3 separate regions of the Mus musculus genome follow, and regions 2 and 3 are each linked to region 1. Evidence: chromatin contacts called from public promoter capture Hi-C data. All regions are on one chromosome and are shown on one strand. Each heading gives the region's core, a stretch centred on a gene start, on an enhancer-like site or on the middle of the called end of the contact. The rest is flanking DNA. Distances are from core to core; before and after follow the strand shown.

Region 1 (3,412 bases), core at 51-2,550:
GCTGCCTACCAGCCTAGCTCCAGGTTCTGAGTATCAGAAGTACATCATTCCGATCTATCAGGAGGCACAAGGACTCTGCTCTTTCCCAGCTGTCAGATAACGCGTATTTGTCTCTGTTTACCATAGGGTGGAAAGTTAGTTGACTGCTGGAATAGCTAATTTTATGTCAACCTGACACAAGCTGGAGTCTGGAGAGGAGGGACTGAGAAAACGCCTTCATAAAATCAGAATGTAGGCAAGCCACCAAGCAGCACCCTTCCACAGTCTGTTTATCAGCTCTGTTGCCAGGTTTCTGCCCTGTTTGAGTTCCTACCCTACTTCCTTCAGAGATGGGCTATGATGTGGAAGTGTAAGCCAAATAAGCCCTTTCCTCTCCAATTGGTTTTTGCTCGTGGTATTTCATCATAACAATAATAACCCTAATTAGGGCAGCTCCTGACTACCTACATAACAGGAAAGCAGGGCGGGGTCTCCATCCCCATCCCCCACCCCACCCCCTTTTAACTTTTTGTCTAGGGTAACACACAGTTCTACAAGATAGTAAAATAAAAACTGTCTTACCCTCCTTAGTCTCTTGAATTTGTTATTACATAGCAAGAGTCTTGCTTCTTACAGTGAGAAACATGAGGGGAAGGTAAAGATGTACTAGGACAGCCTAGTCCTCTGGCCAGGTGTCAAGTCCCACACAGGTGGATACCCCCAATGCACACAGGACAGATGACCACTTCTGACCAGCGTGCCTGTCTGGCTGCTGTAATACTTCTTTGCAAACTGCTCTGTGATCTCTTTCTGACTGTCTCCCACTCCCCCACCTTTAACTATTCTGTGAGTTAATCCTGTTTCTTTTGACTACAGCTTTGATACGACAGTAATGAACACTTATTACAGGAGTGAGAAAAATGGGTAAAAGCCAGGCATGGCGGTGCACGCCTGTGATCCCAGCCCCTGGGGAACTGTGGCAGGAGGATGAACAATTCCAGACCAGTCTGAGCTACATTAAGCAACCAACCACGTTAGAGTATTAAGACAAGCCTGTCACAGGGTTGCTCAAAGAAGCTAGAGGAGCTGGTATTATCCTTAGAGCCAGTTCTCAGCTGGTTTTCTTCATTCTAATAACCAGCATTTGGGGGTGAAGATGGACGCTGGGACATCTACCCCACAAAGCCACGCTAGTTCCAAACTAGCTCCGTGGAAATCAGCGAGCAAAGAAGTGCCCGAAGGCGACCCAGTTCTACCCAGTCCCCAGTCTGGAGCTGCGGGGGCGTGTCTGTCACGTGAAAGTGGCGTGGTGGCGTAGGCGCTGAGCTGCGCAGGCGCGGGGAGACCTTAGTCTCACCCGCCCTCAAAACTGCACTACAACCGAGGAGGCACCTGCGTCCGCTGGCGCAGCTCAGGGGCCAGTGAGGTCCACGGAGGCGGGGTCCTTGGGGCGCAGGTGAGGATCGAGGCAGGCCAGGGACCGCGGAGACTAGATGCTGGATAGAGGATGTGACCCGATCCTCTCCAGGTACCGCTCTCCGATGTGCCCTCAGCCCACCACAGCGATCAGGACAGACTCCACGCTTGGGGCCCAGAGACCCCTGTCCCGGAATGGCGCTGGCGGCACCCAGCAGTCTGAATCGTTGGGACAGAGGACAGAAAAACTCTTGCCCACCCAGATGTTTGAATTGTTGGGACAGAGAACTGAAGGAAAAAAAAAAAAAAACAAAAACGTTTGCCCACCTCTCAGGAAGGGGCATCCACCCAACATGGGCTAGGCTGAAGGCTGCCAGGGGTGGCCGTGGCTATCCAGTTTCGGTATTGGGGTGTCCTGTGAGGAAGTCTCTGAGATACCTGCTCCTCCTTCTCTTCTAAGGGTTACAAACCTTTGCCTTAGAAAGCTCCGTTGTAAATTTCAAACCGCTGCTGAGGTGTGGTAATGAGATAATCAGAGCTCCAGGACAGCCCATCCTCCGAATTGTTAGGTTGTTGGAGTTGGTGAAAATGGCCCAAGGGAGAGCAAAGTTAAGGTCCAACCTGGCAGGGTTTGCATGGGAAGGTGACAATCCGAGTCTCGCTGCCACCGTGCCTCCAATGTTTTCACAGCCCTGTTACCTAGATTTTTGGTTTTATTTTTACTTCAACATTTCTTGTCTTGGAACTTGGTAAATGATTTATGTGAAAAGAAAATACTCATTGGATGTTTTGTTTCGAGACAGGGTTTCTCTGTGTACCTCTGGCTATCCTGGAACTCATTCTGTAGACCAGGCTGGCCCCAAACCCAGAAATCCTCCTGCTTGTCATGGAGCCCTGCTAATAGAATCTGGGTCCTCACAAGATACTCATCAGAAAATCCTTTGTTTCAAATATTTGGGGTGATCAATGAGTAATCCAGAAATAAGTAAGAATTTAACATCTCTGGCAGTCTTTGCAAAGAGCTTATAGCATCTTCAGTGATTCATCTCTGTAGAAGGTGATTAGGAAATTGTTCCCATTTTGCTAATGTGAAACATGGCTGGTCCAGGCTCATGCAACTTGGTTCTTCTCGTCCGACCTTTCCTTGGTGTCCTTCCTTATAAGGGATGGCATTTACCTGAGACCCTTTGTGTTGTCCCTGAAGGGGTACAAAGCACTCTACCCCACCTCTTTCCCCTTTTCTTCTTGAGGGGGTGGGCCTTATGTAGTTCAGGGTAGCTTTGAATTTCCCGGAGGCTTTCTTTGAATTTGCAGTCCCCCTGTCTCTGCCTCCTGATTGCTGGGATTGCAATGATCATTTCAAGCTTGTGTGGCACCAGAAGGTTTGTTTGGTGAGGTCTGGAATTTTAAGGTGCATACGATTTCATTAGTATCCCAGATTAAAAGCAACTCTCCTGCTAGTTGGCTATCTGCTTCTTTGAAATGCTAAGCTCAGAGTCTGCTTGGACAGAGTCTTAATGTGGCAGGACCTGTCCAGCGTTGCTGTGGAAGAAGCCAGCCTCACCCATGAGCTCTTTGGCCCTTGCCAAGGCAGATTGAAGTTGAGCAGTAACCTTTGCCTTTGGCACTACCAGGAGCAGTTGTGGGAGAGCCAAAGAGTTAACTCAGAGTATGTGCTGTGGAGAATGTGGACGTAAGGCAGGACTCCCCCGGGCCTGGAACTTTCACCCAGAAAGCTGACTTGCAGTAACACTGCTGGAGAAATTGTTCTATTCTTTTTTGTTGTTGTTGTTGTTGTCTGTTTTACCTTCCTAGGACAGTGAGTGAGTTCATCTGAACCCTGCAAAAGATAAAGACCACCCAGTGAGGTGGCCTATGCCTAAAATTGCAGCACTAAGGAGGCTGAGGTAGGAAGGTGGCAAGTTCTAGGCTATCCTAGGCCTTTCCTTTTTAAAAAAGGAAAAAGAATAAAGAAAATGAAAACCATAACGAAGCATTTCCAGTTTCCTAGAGCGCT
Region 2 (3,754 bases), core at 146-2,645, 140 kb before region 1:
GGGGACTTCTTGGTTCATTGATCCTTTCCATGGGAGACTTTTCTTGCTTTTAAATCTCACCAAAAGGTCATTTCTACTAGGAAAAAGCTCAGGCTCCTACCATGCCTGCTCATGCAGGCCGAGGTGTGTCTCAGCATGCTTCCCCCAGCAGAACAATCTGGCTATCCAGGTCCTACCCTGAGCCACCAGCCTCCCAGGGTTGTCGCTCTGCTTTGACCTAATTCTAGTGTCCTTAGTCCTGGCTGATCAGCTGTTGCACTTGGCTTGGCTTAATCTGCTCTGCCACTTCCCATAATTTTTTTTCTTTCTCTAGCGAACAGCAAGAGATGACAAGTTGGGAGGCATCGCCCATGATTACATCCTTCTCTATCTTTCCTCTTTCTAACTTTTGTACATATTTTTAAAACTCCTCCGATCGTGCTGAGGACCGTTCACGGTTACCCATGAGTGGTTACTTGTTGGTGGCACCTCCCCACCATCCACTCCTACTTTTCCCATTGGAAATGACTGTCCTTTAGTTTGCATATGGTCAATTCAATCTAGGAAAGGCACAGATGAGAAATACAGGCCTACATGGGCTGTCCCATTAGACCCTTGCCTGGCCCTTACAAGGTTAAAGCTGAGAGACCAGACTCCTGACCCAAGACCCACCACTTTCATCCTGAGAGGATTTACTGTCAAGAAACCTTGCTGCTAAGTCTGACATTACCCAAACTGCCCTGAGCTCACTTTGTCAGCAGGGCTTCCTCTTCTCTACCTGGGGGTTCCTGGTCCGCACCTGAGGAATGTCAGTAGTCCTGTACCTGAGATTCCTGGAATGTCTCCCCTTGCTAATTAGGCATCTCAGTACCTTAGCCTTCAGCCAATGACCTTTGCTCACCCTGGATATTCTCCCCTCCTTCCCCAAAACTATATAACCCTCAGTTTACCCCAATAAAGTGTATGCATACAAGCCCACCCCAAATAAAGAAATATGTGCAAGCTAAGATCTCTCAGAGCTGTATTAGTGAAGATCATTGGAGAAGGCCTTTGTCTAAAAGAGATGTAACATTAAGATCCTCCAAAAGGCCTTCTCCACAACACCCCCCTCCCCCGCCCCCCACCCTCTTGCCCCAGCACTCACTCCCAGCCTGACCGGGATCCTGCAGAACTCAGAACTCCACCCATCCCGGGCTCCACTTTAGCCTCCCAGACTGGTGTACATCCGCATCTAAACACCCTGAGGGGAAGGACGCAGAGGACACAGAACCACAGCTGGACCCCAAAGTGCATACCACAACTTACTAGGGTTTCTTTAGAGTAAAGGAGCAGTGGAAGAGAAACTATGTCTCGAGTCCAGCTTCTGGTAGTATCCTCCCCAATGACAGGGCCATTAGCCTGGTGACCGGGAACCAAGCTGGACTGGCCTTCAACCCCAGTTTAATAAGCAACTATCCTTGGAGCTGTTGTAATTGGGAAGCTGTTCAGAGCTGCTGGTGGGATCTCTGCTCAGTGCTGAGTCTCTCTGCTTTAGCAGTCTACAATCTTCCTACCACTGTGTTCTCTCCTCCCAGAGGTCCATCCATATAGCTTAGACACTCCAGTCCTCTATAGCCACAGGTTCTTGGCATGGCTCCATCAAGACACTTCTTTAAAAAAAAAAAAAGAAAAAAGCTGTAAAATATTTTTACTGTAAAAACAATCAATAGAGATCGACAATGTAAATGTTATCTCAGGACATTTCCCCCTGGTTCCTGACCGTCCAAGTTCCCAGCAGCATTTCTCCGATTTTTGTGGCCCTTTCAAACATGCTTACTAACTGCATGTATATGCTGCTTTGAAACAAACACAAATACGTCTGAGAGTAAAACCAACCAAAACAGAGAGCAGGAACAAAGCCCAAGGACCATGTTCTATTGTGCTTTTTTTCACATTTCCTACAGGGAAACCCACATAACTCGTACACTTTCAAAACTGAGCAGAAAAGTAAAATTCATACTGTAACCACATAGTGAAATACCAATGACTCTTTCTCCATCCACAAGTGACTGAATCAAATCCCAGAACATCTGCGGAATTATGCAAGTTTTAAATTTTGAAAAGGCAGCGCTGGGTTTGAAAAGAACTGTGACAAAACAAAAGAGAATGGTCAGCCTGCAGGTTTCCCACATTTGAAAACCTAGTTACTACAGTATGCTAGTGGACAGAATGTACACGGCACATCCAGTGTGCATTGAGTGGGCCCACAGCCTAATGGCTACCTCCAATCATAGAGAATAACTACCAGTTCTCAAAGCAATCTTGACCGGTGGTCACAATTTAGAAATAGCAATGGCTATTCTATTTCCATATATTGCAAGATGATTTCAGACACAGGTTAAAGATACAATTGTTTTACAAAAATAAAATTTGTTTGGGGCTTCATAAACTCTGTAAAATGTATCAGCATGCTGTCAAACAAGGTTATTTCATAAAAGTATTGACGATGCTTGCAGACAGGGAATCTAGTCAAACTCTGATCTCTTCCAGATCTATAAGACTCCATGTTCTACTGTGAGAATTTTCTTAAAACTTTTGATTCTTGCCAGGTGGCACTGGTGCCTGGGGAGGCAGAGCCAGGTGGAGTTCTGAGGATTCCAAGCCAGCCTGGTCAACAGATTGAGTTCCAGGACAAGCAAAGCTACACAAGAGAAACCCTGTGTGTGGGGGGGGGGGGAAGAAAAGAAAAGAAAAGAAAAGAAAAGAAAAGAAAAGAAGAGAAAAGAAAAGAAAAGAAAAGAAAAGGGGGGGGGCTTCCTCAGATTTTTTTCCTTTTAGAAATAATGTAAAGCAAACAAAGTTATATGTAAAATATCTTGGGAAAGTAGAAGCTAATGAATGTGCCACTTCTGTACTAGTGATGAATTTCAAATCAAGCTAAGAGTGGCAACTGGCTAATTTTAAACATATATGTGACCATTATAACTTGGTGCCTAAAAGAGGTAAAAATATAACGACAACTATTTAATGAAAAATATGTAGTCATGTAAGCGTAAAGATACCTCTAAATTTAGTTCCTTGTGGCTGTCAAATAAATATTCTTACCTACATCCATCAAACACTCATTCTCCACTGATATGAGCACCAGTATATTTAAATCAGTCACAGAAGTAAGAGGGTAGGGCTTATGTTTATTTCAGTGGCAATGCTGCCACTTGGTATTGAGAAAAGACAATAAAGAATTTCCAAACCGTGTTCTGTCACCAGTGTCTTAACCATGACATAGAATGCTTGGGGGAAAGCCTCGGTTATCAGTTACATCATATTCTTGTTCCATCATTCTGTGCTTGTAGTTTTTCCACATCAGGGGGAAAATGTAATACAAGACCTCTTAAATAAACATCTTTTCCAACTTATAAGAAAATAATCTAGAAACTAGGAGAGTAGGAAGCCAAGACCCTATCAGATGTATTTGCAGCAGTTTGTCTCTGTGAGAGTACAGAGGGGAGCAGAAAGCGCAGAGCTGCTTTCTATAGGATACAGAGAGACACAGAGGGTAAGACCTTCTCAGGCAGTCATGGCTAAAGCAAAAGTGAGAGAAACCAGAATTTTCCACGTCCCCTAAAGTTGATTCTCAGGCAGTCAGACTCAACTAAATATTTCACAGCATGTCCTCAGTCACTGCTATCAGCGTCGTCATCATCATCAGATTCGTCATTTAAAGGAGACTTTAACGACTGACTGTAAGAGTCTGATCTAGTCAGCTGACATGTGATCATGTCCCTAGTGGAAAGCA
Region 3 (3,815 bases), core at 1,315-3,814, 150 kb after region 1:
AACAAATGTCTTAACACAACCACCAGTTTATTCACTTGGGATTCTGTAAGTTAATAATTCAGGCAGGGCTTCGCTCAACAGCAATTCTGTACCACATAGCATCAGTTGAGGTTAGTCCCTTGGGTGAGCTCATTCCCTGGGGTGGCCTGGCAGAACGAGAGGAATTTGGTATGTGCTGGCCTCTTTACTACCCTCCACATAGTCACATGACCTTGCTTTTAACAGGGTAGCCTAGGGTATAGGACTATTTTGAGCAGCTCCCCAAAATGAACACTACAAGAGGTTTAAGTAGAAGGTTGGTTCTTTTGCAGGCTGCGTTGAAAAGGGCCATAGGCAGAATACACCCAAGTATCGTGTACATCTAGGAAAGATGTTTACTCTATATTTTACCTTAACCCAAACTGAAAATACCCTGATTCAACAAGAAAAACATAGCAAATGCTAAAACACAATCTGCTCAAAAGGGATAGGTTGGAGGGTCTTGGAACTCTACTTTTAAAAGTATGTACAACAGTGAAGCCTTAGTATATAAGGGCATGGCTGGGTTAATCTTAGGATGCTGGTGACAGTATAATTCCAGTTATAGCTTCAGGAAAAGAGGTCAGTTGATTTTTTTTTTCAATAGTTAGGATGTGAAGTTGAGATAGGCTGTGATTTTCTGGCAGAAAAGAATGGTGGTGGATGGTATCATTAACAGGATGTGGAATTGGAATGAAAAGAAAGGGCAAGGGCAAGGACTTTGTCACAGGCCAAGGGAGGGGTGGCCAGTAGCAACTTCCTACAGTGGCAGTTGGATACAGGTGCAGACTTGGAAGGAATGAACCTGGAGGGGAATGTGTCAGCTATGCAGCGGCTTTGCTTCTGAAGAAGAGAGAGTTGGAGTGGATTGAGAGGAGAGAATCTGAGAAGCTAGTGGTTGAGGGGGGGGCGAGGCTTGCTTGAGATGCTGTGCTTTGCAGGTGTAGGCAGCTTCTTGTAATTGTCTAGGTTGTTGAAAAGACAAGGCTGAAAATTTACTTTAGAAAATGGAGAAAAAATCCTAGTACCTGGCAACAAATAATAAAACAAAGAAAGACCTCATGGAGTAAAAAGCCATTCTCTTAGGGGCTGAAGAGATGGTTGAGTGTTTAAGAGCGCTGGCTGACTGTTCTTCCAGAGACCCTAGTACCCACATGGAGGTTACAACAGTTTGTAACTCCAGTTCTTGGGGATCCTGTGACCTCTGTGGATACTGCCACGTGTGTGGGACACAGATGTACATGTAGGCAAAAATAACTATACACATAAAATAAAAATAAGGGGGGAAATGCCCATAGGAACAAAACAAAATCCAAACCAATCCTTACTGATGCCATTAGAAAGCAATGTACATGCATATAAAGTGGTTCTTTAGAAAACAGGAGATACTGGGGCCTGATACTTTTTGTAGCTTGCTCCTCCTTCTTCCTTGTAAGGCCACTCCTGTATGCTTCTCCTATGCAAGATCACAGAAGAAGGCTCACAGAGCTCTCTTTCTCTGGTCCCTTCACATCTTAACTTCCAAGTTACTTGCCGATCACATTTTCCTGATTTGAGGCCACTCTGTTTTTCTTCCCCTGGCACTGTACTTTTAGGATAGAGTTTCTTTTAGTGGCTGGATGGCATCCTCACCAAACATCAGAGTCTTGTTCCCAATAAGATCATAAATGGTGGTCAAACTTTTCATATTTCATTTTTTTTTCTCTTGAAAATTGTGTCTTCACACAATTTTCTGTGTGGCTGGAGATTTGGTTCCGTGATTAAGAACACTGGCTGCAGGTGGGTTGGGGTGGCCCATATCTTTAATCCTAGTACTCAGTGCAAGGCAGGCTAATCTCTGAGTCTGAGGCCAGCCTGGTCTACAGAACGAGTTCTAGAATAGCCAGGGACACATAGAGAACCCCTGTCACATCCCTGCCTCTCCCCCCCCCCCCAATAACATTGTCTGCTCTTCCAGAGAACTGGAGTTTGATTTCTAGCACCCATGCACTGTCTAACAACCATCTATAACTCCAGTTCCAGGGGATCCAATGCCCTCTTCTGGCTTCCTCAGGCATTGAACCCAAGTGAGGCAAAGATATAAAAAACTACCCACATACATAAAATACAAATAAATAAAACTTTAAAAACTTGGTAGGCTGTCAGGAACAGGCTCACCTCCTCTCTCTCATAGATAATCATAATCCCTATTGTCTTTTCTATTATTCATTAATCTACTTGTATGTAGGGAACACCTACTGTCTGCCTGGCTCTGCCCTGTGACTTGGAGAGGGAGGAAGGGACAACACGGTTCCAGCTTTGCTGTTGTGGAATTTAGCATCTCACAGGGCACAGTGGCATTGCTAGGAATAAGAACACAGTCAACATGTTGATGCCTTCCAGAAAAAAAGCATTTATCTCTTGACATCTTCAGTTGGCATTAGGGAGACCCAAGCCTCAGCAGCGTGCTGCTACTGATGAATTACCAGGAAAGGGGGGTGGAATAATCTCAAAGGGCCTTGAGCAGCCAGCACAGGGCTGTGTCCTTCCTGGGTGGAATGTATTTGTGTAGCTGCTTCTTGGTTGAGCTGGCCTTTGGCTGCTTCAGTGATCTTAGACCAGCCCAACAGTTCAGGTGCTTGCCATGACAATGAGAATGCTTAGGTAATTTTTGCTGTGAGAGTTGAGCCATTTTCGTGAGTCCTTGAGGAGAAAAATGCAATTTAGTGGATTTGTAGTTACAGACTGTTTTCTTTTGTTGTCCACATCTTTGTGAAGAGATCTGCCTTTGTCACAGTAAATGACCAGTTGTTTCCCTTTGAGAGGCGAGGTTGTTGCAGACCATTGGCTCCCTGGGCGGTGTCCCACTCTCAAGAGGAGAAACCGCTGAACAATGCCACTGTTGTTTAACATCCTGACTCCTGTTACTCACAGCTGGATGGTGGAGAAACTCTACCTTGTAATTTGAAGTGGAGAAATCAGCTTATTTATCACACACCAGTCCCGGCCATTTGACCCAACTCAGTTGTCACTGCCCACCCTCTTGACACCTCCACCCTACTCCTGCTTCCCACACTTTTTTTTTTTTTTTAAATCTGTGTTGAAGTCTGAAATTCCCAGTACTTTAGCACATAACTGTATTCGAAGGCAAGGTCCTTACAAGCAATCTTTAGTGTTGGTTGGTCCTGAATACAATATGGCTAGTGTCCTTCTAAGGAGGACAAATCAGACACAGTGTGAAGCAGTGGGAAGATGGCCACTTTCAGGGCAAGGAGAAGCTTCAGAATGAATCACCCCTGCTGACCTGTGTTAGCACAGGTCACCTCTAAAACTGCGAGGAAGCACTCTCTTGTTTAAGACATACAGCCAGTGTGCTTTGTAATGGCGAATTAATACAGTTTATATATGAGACTTTTGGCTTTGACAGGAGTCAACTGACTTCCTGGAAGGCCCCTGTGGGTGGGTCATAAGAATTGAAGTGTCTGCGGAAAGATGCTTCGGCTAGTGTCTAGTGTTCTGAGTGACACAGTGGCCATGGTCAGAGATTAGGGAGCCCTGGAGGAAGAAAACAAAATATAGTAGGTAAAATATGAAGGGCTGTGCCAGCATCAGTTAAAACAGCTTACGATGCATTAGAATTAGAGACATGGCTTTGGATTTTACATCAGTCGGGAACTGCTTTAAAATTCCCCATGTCAAAGCCACATATCTAACCTATCCTTCCCATGTCTATCTTTGAGGGATCTGAGCCGAAGAGCTGAGAAGCCATCCCGTCTCTACCTCAAGCCCACATTTCTCTCATCTTGGATGTCCTGATG

The links. Promoter capture Hi-C pulls out the DNA fragments that hold promoters and counts their contacts. Capture Hi-C pulls out chosen DNA fragments and counts their contacts.
Region 2: a contact with region 1 is called in a promoter capture Hi-C map of liver. The contact joins the promoter of Mbl1 here to the promoter of Prxl2a in region 1. A contact is called at or near these places in 1 of 39 promoter capture datasets (liver) and 1 of 9 other capture datasets (liver).
Region 3: a contact with region 1 is called in a promoter capture Hi-C map of embryonic stem cells, with 2.4 times the contacts expected there. The contact joins the enhancer-like site here to the promoter of Prxl2a in region 1. A contact is called at or near these places in 5 of 39 promoter capture datasets (embryonic stem cells, hematopoietic stem and progenitor cells, neutrophils and 1 more), 3 of 115 datasets of contacts at active chromatin or transcription factors (all in embryonic stem cells) and 2 of 9 other capture datasets (adipose tissue and liver).

What each region holds. Positions count from the first base shown.
Region 1 is chr14:41,011,721-41,015,132 of GRCm38.p6, reverse strand. It overlaps Prxl2a (peroxiredoxin like 2A), which reads left to right and starts at 1,300. Exons shown (of 6, transcript NM_027464.4): 1 at 1,300-1,435.
Region 2 is chr14:41,149,097-41,152,850 of GRCm38.p6, reverse strand. It overlaps Mbl1 (mannose-binding lectin (protein A) 1), which reads right to left and starts at 1,395. Exons shown (of 5, transcript NM_010775.2): 1 at 1,285-1,395. It also overlaps the pseudogene Gm7920.
Region 3 is chr14:40,863,955-40,867,769 of GRCm38.p6, reverse strand. All of the region lies in intron 3 of Sh2d4b (SH2 domain containing 4B), which reads left to right. Among named protein-coding and RNA genes, the nearest start is that of Sh2d4b, 27 kb to the left of the region's middle. Within about 2 kb of position 2,564, at least 11 of the 459 cell types and tissues checked have an H3K27ac peak or open chromatin away from gene starts, as enhancers often do. A contact at or near this core is called in embryonic stem cells, where this site is marked.